Regions from separate parts of the Mus musculus genome. Here region 1 is linked to region 2. Evidence: chromatin contacts called from public HiChIP or PLAC-seq data. All regions are on one chromosome and are shown on one strand. The core of a region is the stretch at or near the end of the contact, and the rest is flanking DNA. Distances in the headings are between cores, read along the strand shown. Region 1 overlaps Cdc42bpb (CDC42 binding protein kinase beta). Region 2 has its middle 4.9 kb from the start of 1700001K19Rik.

Region 1 (4,923 bases), core at 76-2,575, 670 kb after region 2:
GCTTCCAGTTAAATGAGGGACCCTGTCTCAGGGCAGAAAGGCAGAGGCAAAGAGCATGAAGACACCTGGTGTCCTCCTCCAGCCTACGAGTGTTCACACACGGGTATCCACACCCCCTCAAGAACATGCCACCACCACTCACACACACACACAAACACAGAGAGAAACTATTGAGAGAGATCCAAATTGTAAGAAAAACTGAAGCCCTGTGTTCCTTTAAAGGAAAACTCTGCCAGGAAGAACTAGTGGCAAAGAGCTCTCTGACTGAGAATCATGAAATGAGAAACTAATGCCTTATACCCCCCGCTCCTTTCCCAAGAGGAGAAGTAAGACTAGAACGTTGACCAGAGGGGCTAGCAGGGAAAGAGTCTGAGGAAGGAGGGCCGTGGCCAAGGCAGCTGCCGGCAGATGGCAGGCGTTTAGGCTTCCCTTTCCCACGCAGCAGCTCACAATGCCGGCCATCAGCTATCAACCCGGCCTCAGCCTCTGGACTCAAGCCTTCCTTTTTCCCCCCGAGGTGAGGTTTCTCTGTGTAGCCCTGGCTGTCTTGGAACTTGCTCTGTAGACCAGGCTGGCCTCCAACTTAAGAGATCCAACTGCCTCTGCCTCTAGAGTGCTGGTACTAAAGGCATGCGTCACCACACCCAGCTTAGGCCTAAGTCTTTTTGCAAGTCTCTCAACTCTTCGGTCTCTGTAGCTCTATGTCAGCAGCATCATGTGTGCAAATGAAGTGGTCTTCAGGATCTAGTGTAAATAGAGGGTAATCACAGAGAAACAGGGACCCTGAAGGCAACTGACGTAGCTGGGACATGGAACACACAAGACACAAGTCAACTCCACCTGAAGGAAGGCTCTGTGCTTCTCCTCACCCGTCAGGAGAACGCGTGGCTGCCTGACACACCGTGGCTCCTAGTGAGAGCACAAAGGTTAACACTCACGCTAAGGGTTCTGAAATATGTGCTCAAATTACAGAGCCACACTCACTTGTACAGGTAACTAGGTATTTGTGAAGTGACAGCGGTCTACGTCACAGGCAGGCAGTTGCAGACCCCCGTCATGAACCAGGACCTGGAGAAAAACGGACTCGACTCTTCCAACAAGTCCCAGTGGTGTCCCTAAGTGAGACTGACGGGGACCTGTGGACCCGAGGCACTCCCGGCGGGTCAGCAAACGATGCCTTTGAATTATGCTCAGCGCGCAGCTGCAGAGTGAGGAGGAAGCTTTTTAACAGTGAGTCAGAAGCCAAGCCAGCTACAAGCTTGGGCAGTGAAAGTCCACTGGGGTGGGAAGGCTGTGCTGAGTCAACACCAGCCTTCATTCCAGCAGTGTACCGTCACGCCGCCTATGCCCGGATGAAGCCGGTCACACCTACTTTCCAGGCCCACTTGGGGCTGCCCTGCTGCCCTTCACTCCCGACACGCCCTCTTTGTCAGGTGCCTTTCTCCATTCTTTTCAATGTGGTGGAAGCTGTTGTTACCATGGAAACAAGCCCGCAACCACCTCACTGTTGCACATCACGTCAGTGTCTGACCTCCTGCCTGAGGATGGTGCACGGCACTTGAATACTCCATGGGGCTGTGATCCCAGCCACATGCAGCGCTGTCCTGTGGGAGTCCTTCAGTGAAGAGAAGATCCTCTGCTGTCACGAGTAACCCTGCAATAGAGCCAGCTCCCCTGCTGCTGTGAACAAAAACATTCATTTTAAAAATTCCAGGGCTGGCACAGTCCAGAGCCTTGCCCAGCTGCACGCAGCCCTGGGTTCTGTCCCCAGTAGTGCCTCTCTCCCCAAATCATTAAAGTGAAAAGTGAGTGTACAGCAGGTGACGGAGTGAGAAATTATGGCCACTGCACTCTCTAGTTTCCAGGCCATCTCTTCCACAAGCTCTTGGATGTATCATATTTATGTACATCCTAGATTTAAGAGACAGGAAATCAGAATTAAAGAGTGAGGGCTGAGACAGGCGTGGAGGTACACACCTGTAAGCTTAAAACCTGGGAGCTGACGCAAGAGGACTGAGGCTTCAAAGCCAGTCTGGGCCACACAGTGAGTTCCAGGCCAGCCTAAACTCGGCCAAGGGACTGTCTCAAAAGGCAAACAAGTAGGTAAACAAGTAGCTAAAAGTGCTGCCAAACCTGACTGACTTCAGGTTCAATCCCTGAAACACACGGAAGGAAAAAAAAACCAACTCCCACAAGTTGTCCGCTGACCTCCACATGTGCCCTTCTTAAACACACATGCATGCATGCATGCACACATGGGGACACACACAGACAGACACACACAGAATGAATGCAAAAAAAAAAGCAACAAACCAAACCTCACCCCGGAAAGATAAGTGCCTGTTAGCAAGTGGCTGAAGAGGGTGGAGAATACTGGAATGCGGAGAGGTTAGCATGTTCTGGAAGTATCTGCTCTGTACGGACAGAGGTTGTCAAAGTGGGTTCCTCGGCAACCCCAGTCTGGTTTCTATTGCTGTGATAAACACCATGACCAAAACCACCCGAGAAGGTCACAGTCCATCACCAGGGGAAGTCAGAGCAGGAACCCAAGGCAGGAACCTGGAGGCAGGGACTGAAGCAGAGGCCATGGAGGGTGCTGCTTACTGACTTAGCTCCATGCCTCACTCGGCCTGCTTTCCTGTATAGCACAAGACCACCCGAGCAGGGTCGGCCCTATCCGGAGTGGGCTGAACCATCCCATATCAATCACTAATCAAGAAGTTGCACCCCACCGGGTGGTGGTGGCACATGCCTTTAATCCCAGCACTTGGGAGGCAGAAGCAGGTGGATTTCTAAATTCAAGGCCAGCCTGGTCTACAAAGTGAGTTCCAGGACAGCCAGAGATACACAGAGAAATCCTGTCTCAAACAAACAAACAATAAAGAAATTGCACCCCACGGCCTCGCCTACAGGCTAAGCTGATGCTGACATTTTCTCAACTGAGGTTGCTTCTTCCTAGATGACTTCAGTTGTGTCAAGCTGACAAAGCTCTCACGCCTGCGGCATCTGCTGGAGAAGGTAGGCAGACTTAGTAACAGAGACTGTCTACTGGGAGCAACTGAGCTTAGAAGTTAGGATGCTCTACCCTGAACGATCTCTCTTCTCAGGGGGTCCACACCTGAAGTCATCTCTGCCAGCCAACCAAAAGACAAGCTGAAAGGGGCCCAGAGGCACATGGGTCCCCTGAACACAAACTGATGGCTTTCTCAGTGTTGGCAAGATGGTTCGGTGGGTAAATGTGCCTGCTGCCAAGGCTGACTAATGACCTAAGTCTAACCCTTGGAACACACGTGGTGGAAGGAGAGAATGAAATCACACAAGTGTCCTCTGACCTCCAGAACTCTATGCATCTGCAACACAACCACGCCAAGCCAAACACACACAATAAGTAAACAAACATTTACAAACAAACAAACAAACAGCTGCCGGATTTAAAGGTGGAATGCTCAAGTCAGGAGCAGCAGGGGTGGCTTACAATGCATGATATACCCAACCTGAACACACATGTGTGTGTGCGACACCATCTTTGATTGTATTCCACTGTATTTTTTTAAATGGGTCTTTCTCCGAGCCTAGAGCTCTCTCTCCGCTTTGTCTAGACTAGCGGGCCAGAGGGCCTCAGGGATCCACCTGTCTCTCTGCGCCAGCAGCTCTGGGGTTATGGGTGTGCGTCACCACACCCTGCTCTTACACAGGTTCTGAGAACTCAGGTCTTCACGCTTGCACATAAACGAAGTGCTTTCTGCACTAAGCTGTCCCTTGCTCTGCCCTCAGTGTCATCCGGATGGCCACCATTGGAGCCTCCCAGGAGCCCCAAGCCAAGGAAGAGGTACCAGGTACAATAAAGTCTGCTGTCCTGCTGCTCTGGGGAAAAATAGGCCAAAGGTCTTTTTTTTAATGTCCTTTTTTTTACTGTAGCAAGCAGATTCTCATTTTGTTTGACCCTGTTTTAGACAGACAGGTAAGATGTAAGCTGAGGATGGAGAGGAACCAGCAATGCGCACAGCCTCTGTGCGATGGAAATCCGTGCACAGCACGCTTTGCTGCCCGCCCCCAACCACCAGCTATGTGCATGGCAGCATCCCCACCTGACGGGTAAGACAACTCAGGGCTGTGATCACAGCTCAGACAGGAAATAGCAGATCTTCTTGGCCCCAGGCCAGGGCCAAATCCAAGGCCTAAATGTGTGGATCCCTGGGGGCCACCTGTCCCAGGCACTAGGAGGTGATGTCAGAGGACAGGCCAGCGATGCAGTCTGGCCTTTCACAGGACGAACATAGGTGAAAGCTTAGGTGGTGTCACATCCTTGTCACAAGAACATTTTGTTACCTTCTGACTTTCCCCACAGCCGCCTTCCTGCTTGGTTTGACAGCCAAGACATGAGGAGAGAGTCTTGTTTCTGTTACACGGTGACAGAAACTCATTCCAAAATTTAATTCATTAAGAAGGTCTTGAGTTCAGCCACTTGTCTGCTTCTTTTACTTCAGTATTTAAAACAGAAGAATCCAACCATGGAGGAAGGACCGTCAAGACATTTCTCCCTCAGTGAAGCAGCCATGGCTTCTTGTTCTTTCTCCACTATCTAACTTCCCAGGACTTTCTGTCATCTGTCTCTAGGACCCCTATCCCTTCTCAGTTACCACTCTTCAAATGCAACAACTCCAAGGGATTTTCCCTCAATGTCTGGAATCATCACTCACCCTGAGAGCGAAGTTAAAAGGGCGAGAACGAGGGGTCTTGTGTGGCCTCCACTCTGAGACCTTGCTGTCTGCAGGTCACCTTTTACTGAAACAGTGTCTTCTAACAGGGACAGAAGAACAAGGGCCCCTGGCTTTGCATCATCTAATCTGAGAAATAAAGGCTTCCAATCCAAAATTAACTTACTGAGAAAAGCCCTTGGGATTTCATATGTGATGTTGCCCA
Region 2 (5,193 bases), core at 2,085-4,584:
TTATTCTTTGACAACTGCGTCTGTGTATACAACACATTTTGATCTTATCCACTTCGACTCTTCCCTCCTGATGTCCCTCAACATGTCCCCCTCCCGCTCTTGTGACTTCGTCTTTGGCAACCCACCGAGTTTACCTAGTATTGCTGGCTGGAACATTAGCTGGCCTTCTTGGCTTGGTTGTCTAGGCTTTGTGCAGTCACGGGAGCTGTCCATACATGCGATTCTCTGTACTATGCAGAAGACAGTATTTCCCAGGACTCCCATTCTGCAGATCTTGTGTTCTTTTTGGTCCCTCTTCCCTATTTCCTGACCTTGGCTGCTGATACAGACGTCCTACTTAGGGCCAGGCTCTCAACAGTCACCTATTCCCAGTGCTTTGACAGTTGCGAGCCTGTCTGTATTGCTGCCCACAGCAGAAAGAGTCTGGCTAAGGCTGAAAGCAGCAGTAACCTGTGATAGAGGCATAAAGTTCAGCAAGTCCATCTAGCGGGACAGCAGTAGGCTCTCCCCGGGTCCTGTGACCTCCTAAGCCACAGGATTCTGACAGGGTTACAGTCCCAGGGATGACTTTTCTCGTGGGGAGCACACCTCAGATCCAATCAGAGAAGGATTGGTTGCCCCTGGAACCTTCACACAACTGTTGCACCAGAGGACACTTGTTGCCTGAAGTTGGTTATTGGAGCACAAAAGGGACCAGCCACCATGCTGGCTTACTGTGCTGGGTAAGCCACCAATGGCTTGCGGCGGCCAGCCAAGGACATCGGATCCCATAGAACTGGAGTTACAGTTATGAGGCATCAAGTGGGTGTTGGGAATTGAACCCAGTCCTCTGAAAGAGCAGCCAGTGTTCTTAACTACTGAGCCAGAGTGGATGCCTGAGTGTCATTATTCTCACAAATTCAAGTTGTATATAATCACACAGACAAGCCCCACGTGGCCCAAAGGTCTCCCATGGAGGCATATACACCAATAGCCCCGGCCATCTTAGTGAATAATCTGAAGTAAACTCACTCCCGTTCTCTACACCTGGGAGGGGCAGCTAGCGCAGCCCAAGACCAACGCTATGGTTTTGAAGAAGCCGAGATCACAAGACTCTTGCTTTCTCACAAGCGCTCAGAATTGCCATCATGTGACTCCATTCTTGGCCAGTGTTCTGACACTTGCCTCCGTCTCCGGAGGGTTTATGTAGAACAGCGAAAACCAAATACTCTGTGGGTCCCTTAGTTTTGTCTGGATGCTTCTGTATTGCTCAGCGTGTTTAATTGCAATCGACTAGAATTACCAGGCGTGTCTAGTTCCAGGACAGCTAGGCTTTCTTGAATTTTCCATGTGGCCCACACAGGACGTTCATATACATTTCTTCTAAGATTAGCAGGCAAAATGTCTCCAGTTGAAGCCAGTTCTCAGTGAGGGGAAGCATTGAAACTTCTCAGCTATGCCAAACTTGTGTTCAAGGTAAAGGTCAGAGAGTAGATTGTATTGTCAGACCTGGATGGTTTGATCTTGTTTGGTGGTTTCTTTGTATTTGAGAAAGGGTCCTGCCCGTAATTCAGGCGGTAGGGCAGGGGGAACTCATTATGTAGACTAGGCTGGTCTTGAACTCAGAGAGCTATTCCTGACTATGGTTCCTGAGTGCTGGGATTAATAACACACCCCCATCAGACTTCAATTGAAAATCCAATTCCTGAGGCTGGTGAATTGGCTCAACAGGTAAAGGCACTTGCTGCTGAGTCTGACAGCCTGGACCCACATTTTGGAAGAAGTGAACAGTCCCCTAGAAGCTGTCCTCTAACCACACGTGTGCACATGCACACAAACACACACGGTAACATAAATTAAAAATAAATAGAATGCGTTTCTGCACGGTGTGTTATTCTGCACGGTGTGGTAGCAGGCCTGCAATCCCAGCAACTGGGAGGCTGAGGCAGGAGCATGTATCATCATGAGTTTTAGGTTAACTTGTGCTACATAGTAGATGCTGTCTTAAAACAAACCACCAAAATGGCACATGCCTGTGGTCCCAGTACTGGGGAAGTAGAAACAGGAAGGGCAGGGGTTCCCAGTCATCTCCAGTTACTTAGTTAAGATCCTGTGTGAAACCAACAAAACAACTAAACAAAAAACAGAAAATATAAATAAGGGCTGGAGACTGGCTCAGTGGCTCTTGCAGAGGACCTGCCTTCATTCTCTGCAGCCACACGGTGGCTTACAACCATCTGTAGGTAACTCCAGTCCCAAGAGGTACAGCATCCTCTTCTGGCCTCCTTGGGTACCTGGGAACATGTGGCATGTGCACACACACACAAAGAAAAAAAAATATTTTTTTTATTTTCTTTTTTTTGTTTTTTCGTGACAAGGTTTCTCTGTGTAGCCCTGGCTGTCTTGGAGCTCACTCTGTAGACCAGGCTGGCCTCGAACTCACAGACCCACCCACTTCTACCTCCAGAGTGTGCCACCATACCCTGCTGGGGTTGTTTTTAATCTGGAATCTACAGAAAGTGTTTGGGGCTGGAGAGATGGCTCAGCATTAAGAGCACATGTTACAGGGGCTGGAGAGATGGCTCAGTGGTTATAAAGCACTGACTGCTCTTCCAGGGGTCCTGAATTCAATTCCCAGCAACCACATGGTGGCTCACAACCATCTGTAATGGGATCTGATGCCCTCTTCTGATGGGTCTGAAGACAGGGACAGTGTACTCATATAAATAAAATAAATATTAAAGAAAAAAAGCACAGGGCACTCTAGTGCAGGACTTGGCTTTGCTTCCTAGCACCCGCATCAGGCAACCTACAGGTGCCTGTAACTGCCGCTTCAGGACCCAATGTCTTCCTACTTCCAATTGTGCTTCATTATGCTCAAACCCTCACACAAGGCACACGTATTCACAATTAAAACAAAACAAACCTCAAAGAAAAAAAAAAAAAAAGAAACCCGAAACAAGTGCTTTGATACTGCCAGTCTTTGGTTCTGCAGTAACGTACTAATCTTTGTTTGGATTTTGGCGGTGCTATTAATATACAGTGACTCACCAGAAGTGCAGCTTTCTGGAATGTTCTTCCTAGGGAGGTGATGTTCCTTCCCATGGAAGACTTCTCTGCAAATCATTCTTTAAAGGTCTGAACACACCCAGAACACTCGGGCAGGGTGGGGTGGAGGGCAGGATGGGACAAGACACACAACAAAGCTTCCTAAATGGTACAAATGTAAATGAATTGCCCTCCTAGGTAAAGTATCAATTGTACTTGCCAGTTAGTCACTGCACAAACATGAATCAGGCACGTGCCTTGGGCTCCAAGCCAGCAGTTAACAGTTTCTATCCACACCCTCCTTTCCAGCTGGCAGGAGGCAGGCCGGCTGTGACCAGTTAGTGTGCAATGAACGCTCCTAGGGGAGGTTCAGTGCAGGCTGGGGGTACCTCTCACACCGACAGTGTGTTGTGAGAGGTACTGGCTTCACCTCCAGCACCAAAGGGAGGGAAGGAAAGTAGAGGGTGCAAGGAGGGTGTTAGGGGCGTCTGTCACAAAAAGGTTCCGAAGAGTGACATCTAAACAGAGGCAGAAGATGTAAAGTGTTCATCTGATACACAAGGGCAGAGAGATTGTTCCAGCCAAGTCACTGCTCCCCCAGTCAGGGCTGCTGTTCCCAAAGGAATAAGAAAATGTTTTGAAAACAGTTGCACCAGCAGGTGGTGGCGCACGCCTTTGACCCCAGCACTTGGGAGGCTGAGGCAGGCGGATTTCTGAGTACAAGGCCAACCTGGTCTACAGAGTGAGTTCCAGGACAGCCAGGGCTACACAGAGAAACCCTGTCTCGAAAAACCAAAAAAAAAATAAGAATAGAAAACAGTTGCATGAATTGAGCATGTTGGCTTATGGCCTGTAATCCCAGTACTGTAATAGCAAGTTCTGAATCAGCCTGAGCTACATGAAGGTCTCACAAGAAAAAAAATAAGCCTAGGATATATTATCTTAACTCAGTGACAGTACCCACCTAACATACATGAAGCTCTACATTCAATCTCCAGGACTGAACACACATCAAGAGTAGGACATGGGGCTGGAGAGATGGCTCAGTGGTTAAGAGCACTGACCGCTCTTCCAAAGGTCCTGAGTCCAACGCCACACTTGGGAGGACAAGAGCTTGAGGACACTTAGCTCTGGGAAGTTAAGGCTAACTTTTGACTCTGTCAAATTGAATTGAGTCCCTAGACTGGACAGTTTTGTGTCAGCTTTATACCAGCTAAAATGAGAGGAGGGAATCTCAAGAAAATGCCTCCTGAAGATTGGCTTGTAGGGGCTGGAGAGATGGCTCAGCAGTTAAGAGCACTGACTGCTCTTCCAGAGGTCCTGAGTTTAAGTCCCAGCAACCACATGGTGGCTCACAACTGTAATGGGATCGGACACCCTCTTCTGGTGTGTCTGAAGACAGCTACAGTGTACTTATATAATCTTCGGGCTGGAGAAGAGATCCTGAGTTCAATTCCCAGCAACCACATGATAGCTCACAACCATCAGTACAGCTACAGTGTACTCATATAAAAAAATTTTTTTTTAAAGATTGGGTTGCTGGGCGGTGGTGGTGCATGCCTTTAATCCCAGCACTCAGGAGGCAGAGGGTTAAAGCCAGGATGCACTTTGTAGGGAGATTCTGCCCATCTAAGTGATAAGTTTGTGAATAGTGTGCTAGTCTAGTACATGATGTGTGTGTGCCCGCAGTCCTGGATGTAGTAGAAGAGCAAAGTGAAGGCAGTACATTAAGTTAGGATTCTGATGTGAATGATAGGTGGTGGGGAGGGGGAAATGGAGGTAGCAAGTGAGTCTTGTTCTCCTGTAAACAGTACTAAGGAATTGGTAAGTGCTTATCACATTACATCCTTCAAAGGTGCTAAGATGCTAAGACAGTGGTTGTGAAACCTAGGTTGCCTAAGTAGATAAGAAAAATCAGAAAATAAGCAGTGGTTGGGGGTCATCCCAATATGAACTATTAAAGGGTCATCATTTGAAAGCCTGAGAACCGTTGCTTGGTCACAATTGGCTAAAGAAGTAGGAAGTCCTAGTGTTCTAAATCATTAAAGTTGCTTTCTGCAAAGTGAGACCAGCAAAGAGGGTTTGGTGTCAGATACACAAGTAAATGATATTACAGAGACACAAGCCAAATCCTGTAGGGTCCCACTTCCTTGCCTCTTTAGAGCT

What was found. HiChIP or PLAC-seq counts read pairs in DNA pulled down with a chosen protein or histone mark.
Region 1: an HNF4G HiChIP or PLAC-seq map of pancreatic cancer cells shows a contact between it and region 2. The contact joins two enhancer-like sites. A contact is called at or near these places in 1 of 39 promoter capture datasets (liver) and 2 of 115 datasets of contacts at active chromatin or transcription factors (pancreatic cancer cells and trophoblast stem cells).

Annotation. Positions count from the first base shown.
Region 1 is chr12:111,352,281-111,357,203 of GRCm38.p6, forward strand. All of the region lies in intron 1 of Cdc42bpb (CDC42 binding protein kinase beta), which reads right to left. Among named protein-coding and RNA genes, the nearest start is that of Cdc42bpb, 23 kb to the right of the region's middle. Within about 2 kb of position 1,326, at least 158 of the 459 cell types and tissues checked have an H3K27ac peak or open chromatin away from gene starts, as enhancers often do. A contact at or near this core is called in pancreatic cancer cells, where this site is marked.
Region 2 is chr12:110,684,922-110,690,114 of GRCm38.p6, forward strand. No RefSeq gene overlaps it. Among named protein-coding and RNA genes, the nearest start is that of 1700001K19Rik, 4.9 kb to the left of the region's middle. Within about 2 kb of position 3,335, at least 132 of the 459 cell types and tissues checked have an H3K27ac peak or open chromatin away from gene starts, as enhancers often do. A contact at or near this core is called in pancreatic cancer cells, where this site is marked.